2 separate regions of the Mus musculus genome follow, and region 1 is linked to region 2. A link is a contact called in public HiChIP or PLAC-seq data. All regions are on one chromosome and are shown on one strand. The core of a region is the stretch at or near the end of the contact, and the rest is flanking DNA. Distances in the headings are between cores, read along the strand shown.

Evidence for each region. HiChIP or PLAC-seq counts read pairs in DNA pulled down with a chosen protein or histone mark.
Region 1: an H3K27ac HiChIP or PLAC-seq map of T-cell acute lymphoblastic leukemia shows a contact between it and region 2, with 11 times the contacts expected there. The contact joins two enhancer-like sites. A contact is called at or near these places in 3 of 484 Hi-C or Micro-C datasets (cerebral cortex and nephron progenitors) and 1 of 115 datasets of contacts at active chromatin or transcription factors (T-cell acute lymphoblastic leukemia).

The regions. Positions count from the first base shown.
Region 1 is chr9:86,447,815-86,454,914 of GRCm38.p6, reverse strand. It overlaps Ube2cbp (ubiquitin-conjugating enzyme E2C binding protein), which reads left to right. Exons shown (of 10, transcript NM_027394.2): 2 at 2,905-3,101; 3 at 6,062-6,152. Among named protein-coding and RNA genes, the nearest start is that of Ube2cbp, 14 kb to the left of the region's middle. Within about 2 kb of position 5,109, at least 16 of the 459 cell types and tissues checked have an H3K27ac peak or open chromatin away from gene starts, as enhancers often do. A contact at or near this core is called in T-cell acute lymphoblastic leukemia, where this site is marked.
Region 2 is chr9:86,102,464-86,109,438 of GRCm38.p6, reverse strand. No RefSeq gene overlaps it. Among named protein-coding and RNA genes, the nearest start is that of Tpbg, 260 kb to the right of the region's middle. Within about 2 kb of position 5,683, at least 15 of the 459 cell types and tissues checked have an H3K27ac peak or open chromatin away from gene starts, as enhancers often do. A contact at or near this core is called in T-cell acute lymphoblastic leukemia, where this site is marked.

The DNA.
Region 1 (7,100 bases), core at 3,860-6,359, 350 kb before region 2:
CACACTCATACACACATACACAAACATACACAAACTACAGACACAGAGGAATAATATAGCCTAGTCATGTCATAGCTTTAATTTTAGTTTTTGAAAAAATTTCATACTAATTTCTATAGTCTCTACACCACTTTACATTCTTGCTCATAATAGCAGTGGATGAATGAATAATGGCCAGAGAAAAATACAAAAACAAAGGGTAAAATAAGAACCATAAAGTAGTATACTAAATAGAGAGAAATACCTGGAAAACCACAATGAAGTGAGGGGTAGAGAATAAGTCTTTTATTTAAATGAGAGGTAACATTTGCCTAACACACTGAGTGGAATGAGGTATGCACTGTGAGATGCTAAGCAGAAGAAAGCTTGAAGGAGTGGGGCTGATAGGGTTTAGATCTGAAGTGTGCAGAAGGCTCATGTGTTGAAAGTCTGACCTCCCAGAGTATCAGTGTTCAGAGGTGACATGATTTTGATGGTCCTAAGTTCATCAGCGGAGTAGCCCATTGATAGACTCATAGCTAAGTGGATTATTGGGAGAAATGGAAACGGTGAGGGGCGGATCATGGTTAAAAGCAGCCCATGCTCTTCAGCTCTCATTGCTTCCTGACTGCCACGAGGCAAACAGCTGTGCCTTATGCTCCTCACCGTAATATTCAGCTTTTCCTCGGACCCAAGGCAACAGGCCTTAGAGGCTGTGGTCCAGAATGACTGAAGCTGGAGATACCATGCAAGTTTCTTCTTAAGTTGCATTTCTCAGACGCTTTGTCACAGTGACAGTAAGGTGACTAACACACTGATTACCTCATGTCTAAGTGTTTATTAACCCTATTTCTAGTAACAAAATAAACAAAAGGTCTTGGTTTGCAGCATTGGATAAATATTTTCACCATGACATTTAGCCTGTAAGAGTTGCAGATGTCCTGTTTCGTTAGTATCCAGTGTCTAAGAACTTGCTGAAGCTGAATCTAGAAGTATAGCACTAAGTCTTATGGGGCATTTAAGGACGATAGCTGCTTTTCAGGGAGATGTGCTGTCCTGGGTAGCTTTAAGGAGGGTGTGGCCCCTGAATAATAATAGTAAGAATGCCCCAAGACACTGAAAGTGGAGTCTCTACACAGGACATTCTCACTTCCTTTGTCTGCCTCTTTACTTTGGTGCTCAGTAGTATGGTATAGGCTTATCTAGTTTGATTTTCTTTCTTTCTACTCTAGTCCTGATGTAGTTTTCTCTCAAGCAACCTTATTGTTTTGCCTTTTAAAAACATTCCAAGGAGTGTGTACTGGTTACGTGGGGCAGGGCATGCCTGTAATCCTAACACTTGGGATTTAGAAGCAAGAGCACCAGGAGTTCCCGGTCATCCTCCATTACATAGCTGAGTGTGAGTCTGGACCGGGACACTTGAGACCTTGTCTCAAAAAGCGTGCATGTATGCATGTATAGTGTGTGTGTGTGCACAACTACACACTGGGAATCTAGCCTAGGGCCTTGCATATGCCACCAAATTAAATCCCCAGGACTTCTTTTTAAATAGAAAATTGTCCTTCTAGACTAAGATTTGGTGCTCATTACTATTGGAATGTCATTTCTTTTAGACTTCTGGCACATAGATGACACTGTTGACTAACACACAAACATTCATTCCCACCTATTTATATCTCTGTAGCTATGCACATCCTAAACCATGATCTCATAGAGGTATCCCTAATTCTAGCCCACTGCCACAGGTCCATTCTAGCATCCTCCCTTTGTTTCCATGTAACTGTATTCTTGCACAGTATAAATCCCGTCTCCCATTAGCCTCCTGATGTTTATCTCCCTGGTCAGTCTTCTATGCAACCAGGCTTCCGCTGGCTCTTTCCTGTTCCCTCTTCTCCCCTCTACATGCTGCAACCTTCTTATAGACCAAGAGTCTTCTTGGAATCTATGGGTATAAGTTCTAACTCCCCACAGAGGTGTTGTTCGGAGGCAGGGCCTCTAAGAGATCTTGAGGATGGAACCACTAAGATGAGTGAGATGCAAGCAGAAGGAGACCCCCCCCCCCAGCTGCCTTCCTACACATCATCTTATGGAGACCGTGTGGTTCATGGAACAGCCAGTCAGATTTACAAGTTCAGCTGAAAAATCAACACAAGAAAACTTACATCTGTGTTGAATGTGTGTGTAAACTTTCCTCCCGCGCTGAGATCTCCTAAGCAGTACAGTTGAGGACTGTAGACACACAACCCGATGTTTTGGGTGTTATGTGCAATGCTGACAGTGTGTGTGCACTTTAGTCAGCTCTGTGTAAGTGGTTGAATTTTTCACAACTGAGAAGATTAGCCATCCGAAGCAGGGGCAGAAGCAGGGGCAGTGGGGGCTCAGGTTACCAGTGGTGTTTTGGGGGGACATTTCTAGGTGCCAACTGTGCTTCAAAAATACTGCAGTAGCAAGGTGGACACCAAGCTATCTCATGGCTTCTTTTGGCACAGCCTGTGAACTAAGAACTGGCTTTTTTTTTTTTTCTGTTGTTTGGGGCGTTTGTTGTTGTTTGAGATAAGTTCTCACTGTGGGTCCTAGGCTGGTGGAGAACTCAGGAAATATTTACTCTCTGACTTTTTACAGAAACCTTGCTGACATCTGTGACTTTTTATGACAATCTTGATTACCGGCTAAGCAGTACTTTGATTTTCTGACTTTAATGCTGTTCTCAGAAGCAAGAGTTAAAAACATGACCTGGGAATCTCACGTGGTGATGGCTGCAAGCCCTGCCTGATCTAACCTAGTCCAGCTTGTCTCCCAGGGTCTGTTTCTGTTTTCCTGGGACAAGGATTTTAGGGTCTCTATGCTGGGTTAAGGTTTGGATTTTGTAAGCTTTGCCTTTCATCAGAGAGAAGTCGTCACTTGGCTTTTATTTTGTGTCATCAGTGGGCCAGATGAAGGAGGGATGCACCTGGACATTTCCATAACGCCCACCTCTCTTTTGGTGAGAACCCCTGACGGCTGCACCGAGATCCGACTTCCAGCAGGGGTCAGACTTGTACCTTCCTCGTGTGGCGGGCTGCAGTATATCAGTGGCGATGGTTTACATCTGCGCTTGCGGGTCCAGGCTGAATCCAGCCCACGTGAGTAGGAGCGGCACTCCTGGAGGGCTTTGACGTTTTTTTAGTTGAACTTTTCCCAGGTGAAAAGTTAGGCAATCAATGACCTGGAGGGGTCGAGAGATTCCAGGGTCTGGAACAGTTCTGCCAGTTAGCAGCTGTGTGCTGTGTGCTGTATCACTCTCCTTTCTCAAACCTTCATGTCTTTCTTTTAACAGTATGTTTAAAAATGCGCTTTAATTTTTAGGGGATGTTTAGCCTTGTCGCAAATTTGAGCAGAAGGTGCAGAGATTTCCCCCAAACTGCCCAGTTCGTTTCTTTAACCATAAATGTCCGGCTCACGGATATGAGGATAAAATTATAAAGCTGTTGTATGAAACCTGGTTGGTTTTAAAACACTGCATAGATATGTTTTCATTCAGCAGACAGGTTAGCTTCTACGAGGTGTGTGTGAGCCGTTTGATATGGGTGCTGGAAACACAGATGCCCACAAGCCACATAGCTGTCTGGTAATGTGGAGTGTGTGTCCTAGTGGGCGGGAACAACAGATGCTGAGCAGATAATTAAGTTGGAAACAGCACAATGCTGTGGGCACAGTAACAGAGTAATGCTGTGGGGAGTGACTGAGTTTCGTGAAGGCCACCCTGAGGGCGTGACAGTTTGAGCAGTAGACATTATCCCGGCTATGAAGAGACCATTTTAGATGGAACAGTACAAGTAGAGACATAATATAATATTGTTGTGGTTGGATTGTGGTTGTATACAAACTCAAAATGCATCTCGATGCAATTAGGTAGTAAACCTTTTCTTTTTGTAAGCTCTCATGACTTTTTTTTTTTTTTTTTAAATTCTGCTCATTGCATTTCTTACAATGTGCTATAATAGACAAGGCAGACAGCATTGGAAGGAACCGTGTTGATGCTTCGTGTCAGAGAAAGGCTTTGCTTGTGTCTATGACACCCTGAGACCTTATTGTTGAGCCATCTGTAGGTACTTTATCAGAACTATGTAGAGTCTAGAGGTGGGGACAACAGGATTGTCCCAAAAAGCCTGTAAGAGACATGAAGCTATCCCCTGGCTTTGGAAAGACAAGAGAAGATGGGGGTGGTTGGGGAGGGGGGGGGGGATGTTACTCTTTTTTTTTTCTTTTTCTGGCCTAAGGGTAATTTTGCTAATTTCTGAATTAGTGAATGGCTAAAGTATGCAGAAACAATTTTAGAAACAAGGAACAGGAAAAAGAGATGTCCTGACATGCTTAAGTGACATCTGATAAACACCTGGAATGACATTGAATCCTGAAAAGGAAAAAGTAAACAAAAATTGTTCCTCTCCCCCAGCTCCCCCACAGCACGCAGGAACTTCCTGTTGAGTTTGGAAACTGGCAGAAGGCAGGCACGAGAGCCACCTTGTTCCCTGGGACTCTGATGGAGACCCTCAGGGACATAGAATTTGGGTTTGTTGCCTAATCATAGTCTGCAACTGAATTATTTTCAACATTTTCAGTTAATGAGCAACATTTAATATTCTAACCATGGACAAAATAAATCCACTGCTGTGTGCTGGTTTGTGTATTGTTTGTGTTTGTTGGACTATTTCTTTGTGTTTTTTGAAACATTTTGTTCAAATACCTGAAAAGGGAACTTTCAAAGCCTGTTCTCTGGTGCATGAAGATCTGTGTAAAGCAGGTTCCTCCATCTTTGATTGCTTTAGTGCTTTTTGCATAATAGGTGGGGGCTAAGCATTTGCTGCATGAATGACAATCAGGTAGGTGAATACTGGTGTGCACTGGAATCTAAATATTGTAGGAAGTAACTTGAAATTTTTAGCATTAATTATGTCTCAGGGTTTTCAAGCGTTGCGTTTTCAGCTGTAAGACCACGCTTTCCGGAGCAATCATGATACACATCACCCTGGCACACTACACCGTTTGGAGGTTAGTGTAGGTGAAGTGGTGACCTCTTGTGTGTGGAATTTGACCTGGGGATACATCTTTCCCAGCAGCAATGCTTATCCAGGATGCCACACGACCCAGTGGCCAGCAGAGGGCAGTGTTCCACTGGAAACGGATTCATTCTGGCTAGCCCGTTGGAGGGCTCACCTAGGTCCTCGTTATCGATGCTCCGCATTAGAGAATAATACTGTTTATTTAACCTCCGTGCAGCAGGGATTTGTGTAGACACTTAGAGATTAACTGCAGAGTTTTTTAATTGCCAGGACTTAAACTTTCTGGCATCTGAAAAGCATCTTAAACTACACACAAAAGAACAGCAAGTGGATTCTATTCTTCGCTTCTAATAACTAGGACTTCATTAATTCAATTAGGTTTTTTTATAGACTAGTAATACAGTATTTTTTTTTACATAAAACTTACCTTCATTTACAAATGAGACATCAGGAATGAGGGGAACAGCTATCCACTGCAGCTGTGTGGGAAGTCCATGTGTTCCCATAGCACCCAGTATCTCCCCTCCCTCTCACACCCATCTCCCACAGCTTCAGCAGACACTGCATTTTGCTCTTGGGTGAGGACACTCTACAGAGCTTTGCGTTCCTTAGGTCTGCTCCACAGAGACCCGTCTAGCCATTCATTTTGCTTGCTCATACTGTGTAATGGGCAGGGGTGGACATAAACCGTAAACATAAAAAGTGAGAAAGCCAGATTGAACTTACATGTTAGAAGTCCATCTCTCCTCATTGTTAATATAGAATTTACTGTATTTATGGAATGAGAGAAGGAACTCACCAGTATGTTCCATGGTAATCTAGGGCAGCTCCTGGCTCAGGAATTCTAAGCAAAATGTCTTTTGTTTTTGGAAACACTTGGCAGTGTTTGCTTCTGGTTGAGTCATTGGATAGTTCTAATTAAGCCTACACTTCAGAGTAAACCGTAAACAGCGTGTATTGCTGGTAATTTATTGTGCTAGCAAACTCTTTAAATATGATAATTTGTTCCAAACCTCTAAAACTCTGTTGATTTCCTTCAGAGCCGATTTCAGTGTTTAATCAAAGCTTGCAAGCCCAAGAATGTTGCACCTTTTATTGCCAGTCCTGTGGTGAAGTCACGATAAAGGACAGGTAAGGAATGTGTCCAACCCTGATTAAACTGTTTCTGGGAGTAATTACCAAGGGAACTGTGGAGGGCCTTAAAGTAAGAGCCGACTTAGTGTCACTTGGAACAAAGTGAAGCCCGACTCTCACCGTGGTGCTGGAGCGGAACGGGAGTCTGGTCTGAGGGAGGAAGCTGGTTATGGTGGAAGAGCTGGGCCCGTCACTGAGCAGAGAACCATGGAGTTGATCTCCTGTGTGTCCCTTTTGGTCTGAGGGTGTGTGAAGGTTTCCACAGAAAGTGAAGTTTCTACCTGTTAGAAGCTGTGCAGCAGGACTTTGTTATCTGTGCTAGCTCAGTCAGGGCTTTTCTAAAACCCATTTCCTAGCTCCCCTGCGTGTAAGATGGAGCATACGGAGCACTCATTAACCTTTTCTCGGTGATTAGGTTAATCTTGTAACCGGCACTGGTGATGTGCCATAATTACCCTGTGGAGAAGGGAAGGACTCTTAGCTATTTCCTCAGCATTCCCATTTCCCTCTTCCTCAAGTGAGCTTTCCAGTTTCTTGGGCACAAATGCTTCCTCTGAATTTTCAGCTTCTAGCAACGACTCACGTGGAAGACGGCTGAAAGCATTACTGTTAGCGGTATTTAATGGAAGCATTTGGTGTTCTTTGATGGCTTTTCTAAGTCAGGTGCCTGGGACCAGCAAGGGATGCTTCCTTTCTGAAGTCTGCTCCTTTCTCAATGTCCCTGGCGCTATAATGCCAGACCTTTGCCTGGTAGATGTCTTCTGTTCCCCATACAGAGTCATCAGCCACTGTGGCCGTTCATTGCCTTTAGAGCTGAAGTCACCTGCCTTTGCCCACTGTCTCCCCACCTAATGGCACTTAGTCAGCAGCTTTCTGCCTGCTCAGCCTGCTTCTGGTTCTGCCCTGTGCAGATGCACCCCCCCCCCCCCCACCACCACCGAGTAT
Region 2 (6,975 bases), core at 4,434-6,933:
GTAGGCTTATCACTATACCCACACAGCAGTTAGAAGCCTTTATGGAGTTCAGAAAAACAACACTGACCAGGGAATTTATAAGAATCTGTTGGCAGTCATATTGGGAAGCCCCAGAACACACATTACACTAACCTGATTAGATCAGCTCCAGTTCTACCAGCTTTGAGAATCCAATTAAGTAGCACCAAGCTTAGTGTTGTTATTACTTCCTGTGCAACAGAAATCTTTTATATTGCTGAAAGAAAAGGGAAAACTTAAAAAAGCACTGCAAGGATCATAATATGTCAGCTTTTGCTATCCGTCTACAATGGTGATGTCAGAACTAAGAAAGAGCTTATTTTGTGGAAATATGAAGTGTAATGGTGATGTCAGCCAGAACTAAAAAGGAAAGGACTTAGTGGAAATATGAAGAGGAATAGAATCTTTATATTTTTTTTTTCCAGAGTAGGTCCCTGACATGTCTTCATGTGTTTCAAAAGGAGAAAAGTCGATTTCTAACGATGAGCCATGGCAGATACCACTTATGTTATCAAAGTGAAGAGTAGTGACATACAGATGCCGTGTGCCTCTTTTACCACTGATATCTTACTTCTATCCCACTCCTTCAAAAACAAAGTCTGTAGTCTAAATCTACTCATGAGGAACAGTTAGACAACTAATGTCAAGGACATGTACTAGTTAAAAGTCAAGGTCATAAAAGATAAAAATTGAGAGACTGTAAGAAGATAAAGAGAAATGGCAACTGAATGCAATGTGTCATCCTATAGCAGAAAAAAATAATATTTCTTAGGATCATTACTAGACCCATTCATGAAATTTGACTGTAAATTGGATAATGATGTTGGATAAATTACAAGGAATTTTTCGGGTTGTTTTGATACTTGAAATGTGTTTATATAAACCAACACCATTCTTTTGGTGGATAAACTATAGTTTACTTTTCCTTTCAAGGCACAGTCAGTACAAGGACGTACAGAGAGTCCCCATGCAATACCCATTCTCAGTCTTCTGCACCTGGCCCCTGCGATCAGCCTCTTATACCCTTGGACTGTATTTCTTAGAATGGATGAGGCAGTGTTGACACTGCCTTATAACCCTGAAGCTCATGGTTTGCATTCAGGTTCACTTTTGGTGTGAGTTGGTCTATGACTTTTGACAAAATATAGGGATAGATACCCACAATTGCCAAATCACACACTAGTTTCATTGGCCTAAATGACATGAACTGGAACCTTCTTTTCTATACAAACTCAGGCAACTGCTGGCCTTTATACAGGCTTCATAGTTTTTTCTCTTTGGCATGACATACAGTTGGAATCACAGAGTATTTCATAGTATTTTCCTTTCATATTAGCCTCTTTCACACAGAAGAGATGGTGGCCTCTTTGCATCCTGTAAGTTGGTAGCACATTTACTATTCATGTTAAATAATGTCCCATTGTCTGGCAGTGCCATGTTTACTTCTATGTTCATTTGATGAAGAACAACTTGGTTAAAAGCTTTATCAATTACAACTAAAGTACCCGTAGGCATTCCTTTGCAGTTTTTAGTGGATATAAGTTTTCGACTCATTTTAGGTAAGTATCAAGATGTTAATTCCTGAGTCTTATGACAAGAGTAAGTTCAGTTCTGATAGAAACTAAATGCTCTTTTTCATTGTATCTTTCTCATGTCGCATTCTCACTAGCATTATTCAGAGTTCCTGTTCTTCACTTTTTGTCAATATTTGGTGTTTTTAATACTTGGGATTTTAGACATTCTAATGGAGCTGTACCTTGTAAGGAAATATGAATTAAAGCATTTGGTCAGAAAAAGGCAGGGCAATGTAATACATAGCTCAGAAAAAAAGGTGTGTGTGTGTGTGTGTGTGTGTGTGTTTGTGTGCGAGCGTGTGTGTGCACATGGGTGTGTGTTTAGCACACCACACATTCATACAGTAATAGATGCTGGTACTGATTTACCTATTGTTTCCTAATTTCATCTTTTTTTTATTCCTCCTCATCTTGACTTTTTGTTTTGCATCAAGAATAACATACAGAAAGTACTAATACTATTCTTAGGATTTGGAAAAGAAAATAAGAGGAAATATTCTGTTTCTTTTGTCTCTAGCCATTAATTCTAGAATAGTCATTTCCAAACTTGGTACAGATTGGGATAATCTAAGGAATTAGAAAAACATTGATATATGTTGTAAAACCATGTATAGGTAAAATATTTATTCAAAATGAAAACCAAGGCAATAACTTAGTGTAGCAAAGTTTTTTAAATCCCATTAGTATTTTTTTTTTTTGGATTACAATGAACAAAGGAACTACAATGTAACATTGAAGAACTACCCCTTTATAGAATTTTATGTGATATCAAGAAAAGTATTTGGAATTTTCTAAAATGGGCTCAAAATACTCCTTCCTTTTCTAAGTGAATGCCATGTTAGCTTTTCTTTAAACATTCCAATCAAACTATACATAGCAACATATTGGGGGTAGTTGCATAAGTTAGAATTCAGCTCTATCTACTCTCTGCTAAGCCCAACTTCAGAGAAGTTTGAAAAATATTAAATAATGCCAATATTCCCCCAATTTGGGTTGTGTGTATAGTTTTAAAACTAAAAGAATGTGATGTTTGTGCATTTAATACATTTCTTACTGTTTTTTCAATGAACTATTAAATACATGTACTTTAAACATTCCTGGCATAACATTCAATGGTATGATTCTTGTGACTTTCAGTAAGTTTTCTGAATGTAACTGGATAACAAAATATGCTGAAATATTAATATTCTCCTGGGAGAAGCAGAAACAACCTTCTAGCATTACATGGCCTTTGTGGATTGGATATGGATTAATGGAGATTGGGTTTGGGGATTTGAGAGGTTATTTCAGGCAGAGAGATTAGTGTGAGCTGAAGTATAGAAGTGTGAACATGTGGAGGCAGTTTGCGGAATCGTGGGTAGTCCTTTTCAGTTGAGCAAGTGTCTTAAATGCCCTTTGTATGATGGCTCGTGCTGGAAACTAAGATATCTCTCTACCTTCAAACGCACATCCACACAGGGGACCGGCAAGCTAGATGGTGACTGGAAAAGCATTCAGTGGAAGATAGAACCTCAATGTTATTTTCCTATGTTTTCTTTTTCTGAAGAAACAGATTTTTTTTAATTTGGGAAAATTTTTTCACTTACCTTGGACTGACTATGAAGCCTTTGGACTTCATTAAGCAGTCTTTAGTGGATTCCTCCATTTTTCTTTGTGGACACTTTCCTCTTTATACGGCCTGTATTACACAGAAGAAGATAAAATCCTTCAGCTGATATATGAGCAGGTCATGTCCATTAAAATTAATGGGCGCTGACCCTGCACTGAGGGAAAGGGGTACTTCAAAAAGTCAGTTTACACAGTGTTCTTTGTTACATTTTCATTGCAGGATTTCTAGTTCAATTATGCTTAATGAACTGTATTATATGCCTTGTTTCTAAGGTTAGTGACATCCAATATGCTTCCAGGTCTGTTCCATGGCTTTGGCTGTCCAGAGCAATCTTTTAGAAGTGGAATTAACCTCATTGTGATGGTTAGACGAACTAAATGGTTTCCAATATAGTTCAGTGGTAATGTTTCCACAAGAGAATACAATTAAGAGACCAATAACGGAGAACAGGTCACCCATTGCTTGCAAAAGCATGAGACGTTTGGCAAGAACATGTGATATAGTATTCATTTAAATAACATTTCAGTTATAGGAGAAAAAAAACAACAAATGATGTTCGTGGCTGGAGGACATGACTCTTTATGGGATATTCTGTGGGTTGCATATGGTTGTCAATAAATCTTGTTTCATTAAAGGTTATTCGTCTTCTCCCCAATAAAACAAAGTCATGCAGAAGCCCCAGAATATGATGACAAGTCTGCGTTACTGACTATTGACTGGCTTCTGGCTACAAGCTGACTTTCCTGTAGTTTGCCTGTGGCAGACTTCCTAATATTCTCAGCCCCTGCCTGGGGCAGCCATTCAGAAGCAGCTTATGCAACTGGGCATTCCTTGTGTTCTCGGAATTATGTTTCCTCTCTTCCAGAGAAACCTTCCTAAATACCTTACTTTTGCATCAACATCCTTGCAGAAAGCACTTGCCACTTCTTTAGCATTAGTCTTCTAATAGCTTGAGTAGAATCTTGGGTGTTTCTGATGCAGTATTTTGACAGCTCGGAAGAAGTCCTTGGGTGAGCTTTTGTACTCGCAGCATATGCTTTAGAAGAACTCTTGAACGCCTTTTCTCTCAAGTACAAGAACACTGGTGATTAAAAAGCATCTTGCTCTCCCTGGAGTTTTGTTCATAGTATTTCCTGTTGTCACAACCGTCCTATAGACCAGGACTATGTGAGGAGCTCAGAGGAGCCTCTCACCGACAGCTCTTTGTGGGAAGGATTGTGGTCATTACCATTTCCTTTTTGAAGAAGAGAAAGTGAGATTGGGAGAAGCTAAATAATGGGGTTGAACTATACAGAATAAGAACCAAGTTGGACTGGCTCCCAGCTTGGGCATTTGGTGATGTCAGCCTTCATTGCATCATGGGGGAAGCAGAATGGAGCTGACCACAAGAAGTCACATGTCATTTACCATGAGGCATTGCCTCTGAGAGCCCCACAGCCCTAGGCTGTGTTCAGCTTCTTTGCCTCCACTCATTACGGGAGCCAACAGCCAGGATTTCATGGATCTGATGAGTGTGTATGTCGCTCACTGTCTCTCTTTTGGAAATAGATTAAATATAAGCAACAAATTGAGTGAGAGGAAGTGTCAGGCAAACTTCCAGAGTTTTCCCAGCAAGCTTTGTGAAATTATTTTTCTCAAAAACTGTTATATATATTTTTTTAATCTTTCCATCTTTTTGGAGACAATGTGGTTCAGGCTTTGCAACAGGTACCGTCAGTTCTGATCATATTCAGCCCACATGGGCTATGTGATGGGGCAGGGAGAAGGAGCCTTCCTGAGCTGCAGTGACCTTACTAGGGCTATTCATGGTGATTCCTCAGAGGAATGTTGAGGTCTTATATGAATCTTTAGCCCAGCTATGCAAGGAAACATACATCATGAATGGTACTGTTCGTTACTTTCAGAAACGATCAGCTGATCACTCTGAATTTCTGAAAAGTTAATTAATGGCATCATTCATTTATGTGGTACCCACAGCAATAATCAACCCTCAGGAACTTTGGCTTTAGTCACCAGCTAAATACATGCACATTCTTTTCAATAAAAATTGGGCTTCATTGACCCTGTGATCTGTGAGTAATATTTTAGTTTTATACTCTCATACTGACATGTTATTATGAGATTCCTGAGCCAAAAGATGAAAGCTATTAATTATACATTGTCTTTCTTTTTGCAAGCAGTATCCTTTGTTAAGGCATTTTTATACCAAAGGATCTGCTAGCTTCTCTGAGCACGGATTGTAGGTCCTTAGGTCTGAGGAAGGAGGGCTGCCAGATTCTAAACAGATTCAAAGCCTAGAGTATTGGAGCACCTAACAGGCTACATGTGCAGGTGTCTAGCTCAGTAGTGCTCTGCAGTGGCCTGTTCTTGTTTTTCTTACTTCTAAAACATCTGCTTTAGTCTCTGTGCAAGAGTCCTCAAAGAGAGAACTTTTTTTTTCTCTGAAACTGAGTAGTTCACACTGCTGTGCTGTGGCCTCCCTTCTCTGATCTGTTGAAAAGCACTTCCCCTTCCTATACTTGTCGGCATCACTGTTTCAGTGGTTGCCCTCCTTCATCTGATCACAAGGGCTGTTTGACAGACAACGGGTCCAAGCCACTCATACTGTGTCTCCAATATTGCATGGGACTGGAACAAGGAAGCAGAATGGGAGTAAGGTGTTATGTGTGCTGAGAGCTTAATTCAAATATGGATTCACTGTTTGTTTGAGCTCTTTTAGGGAATTAACACACACACACACACACACACACACACACACACACACACACACACACTTTTTGGCCCAGTCCCTATCCAAACAATTCCAGATATGGAAGTTGGAAGGAAAGTTATGCTTACACAAGTTGTAAAGTGCTCAAGTTACAAAACGAAGAGATGCCTGTCTTGATCAATGTTCTAATGCTGTGAAGAGACACCATGACCATGGCAACTCTTATGAAGAAAAACGTTTAAGTGAGGCTTGCTTTCAGTTTCAGGTGGTCAGTTCATTATCATAGTGGCAGAAGCATGGTAGCACATAGCCAGGCATGGTGCTGGAGAAGTGGATGAGAGTTCTACATCTGGACCTGTAGGCAGCAGAAAGAGAGGGACCCTGGGCTTGGACTGGGATTTTTTTGAAACCTCAAAGTCCACCCCCAGAGACACACTTCCTCCAACAGAGCCACACCTCCTAATCCTTTCAAATAGTGCCACTCCCTGGGGACCAAGTATTTAAATCTATGAGCATGTAGGCGCAATCTTATTTTTAAACCACCAAAATACTCAAAAGCAAACATGTTCAACTTTCCTATGATACGGCCCCTTAATACAGTTCGTCATGTTGTGGTGAGCCCAACCCCTAAAATTATTTCATTGCTACTTCATAACAATAATTTTGCTACTATTATGAACTGTAATGTAAATATCTGATATGCAGGATATCTAATATGCGACCCCTGTGAAAGAATGGCTTGACACTTGCCTGCCGCTAAGGGATTGCAACCCACAGGTTAAAACTACTGCCCTATGGAAAATCTACATCCAACCTATACAGTTGAACTGTAAGCTACATTAAAATGCACAAAATATTTAATAGAAAGGTATTATGAAACACAGCATAAACCAAGCATAAAAGCCTGTTTGCTATTCCTTAACATCCATTCTTGGAGTGGCTGTGCATAGAAGTCAAATCTCAAAAGCAAACCCAGTGACAAGAAGAAACAATGAATGATGCAGTTTCTTTGCAGTTAGACAGTTAGACAAAGACCTTTTTTTTTTTTTTTTGGACTGGACCAC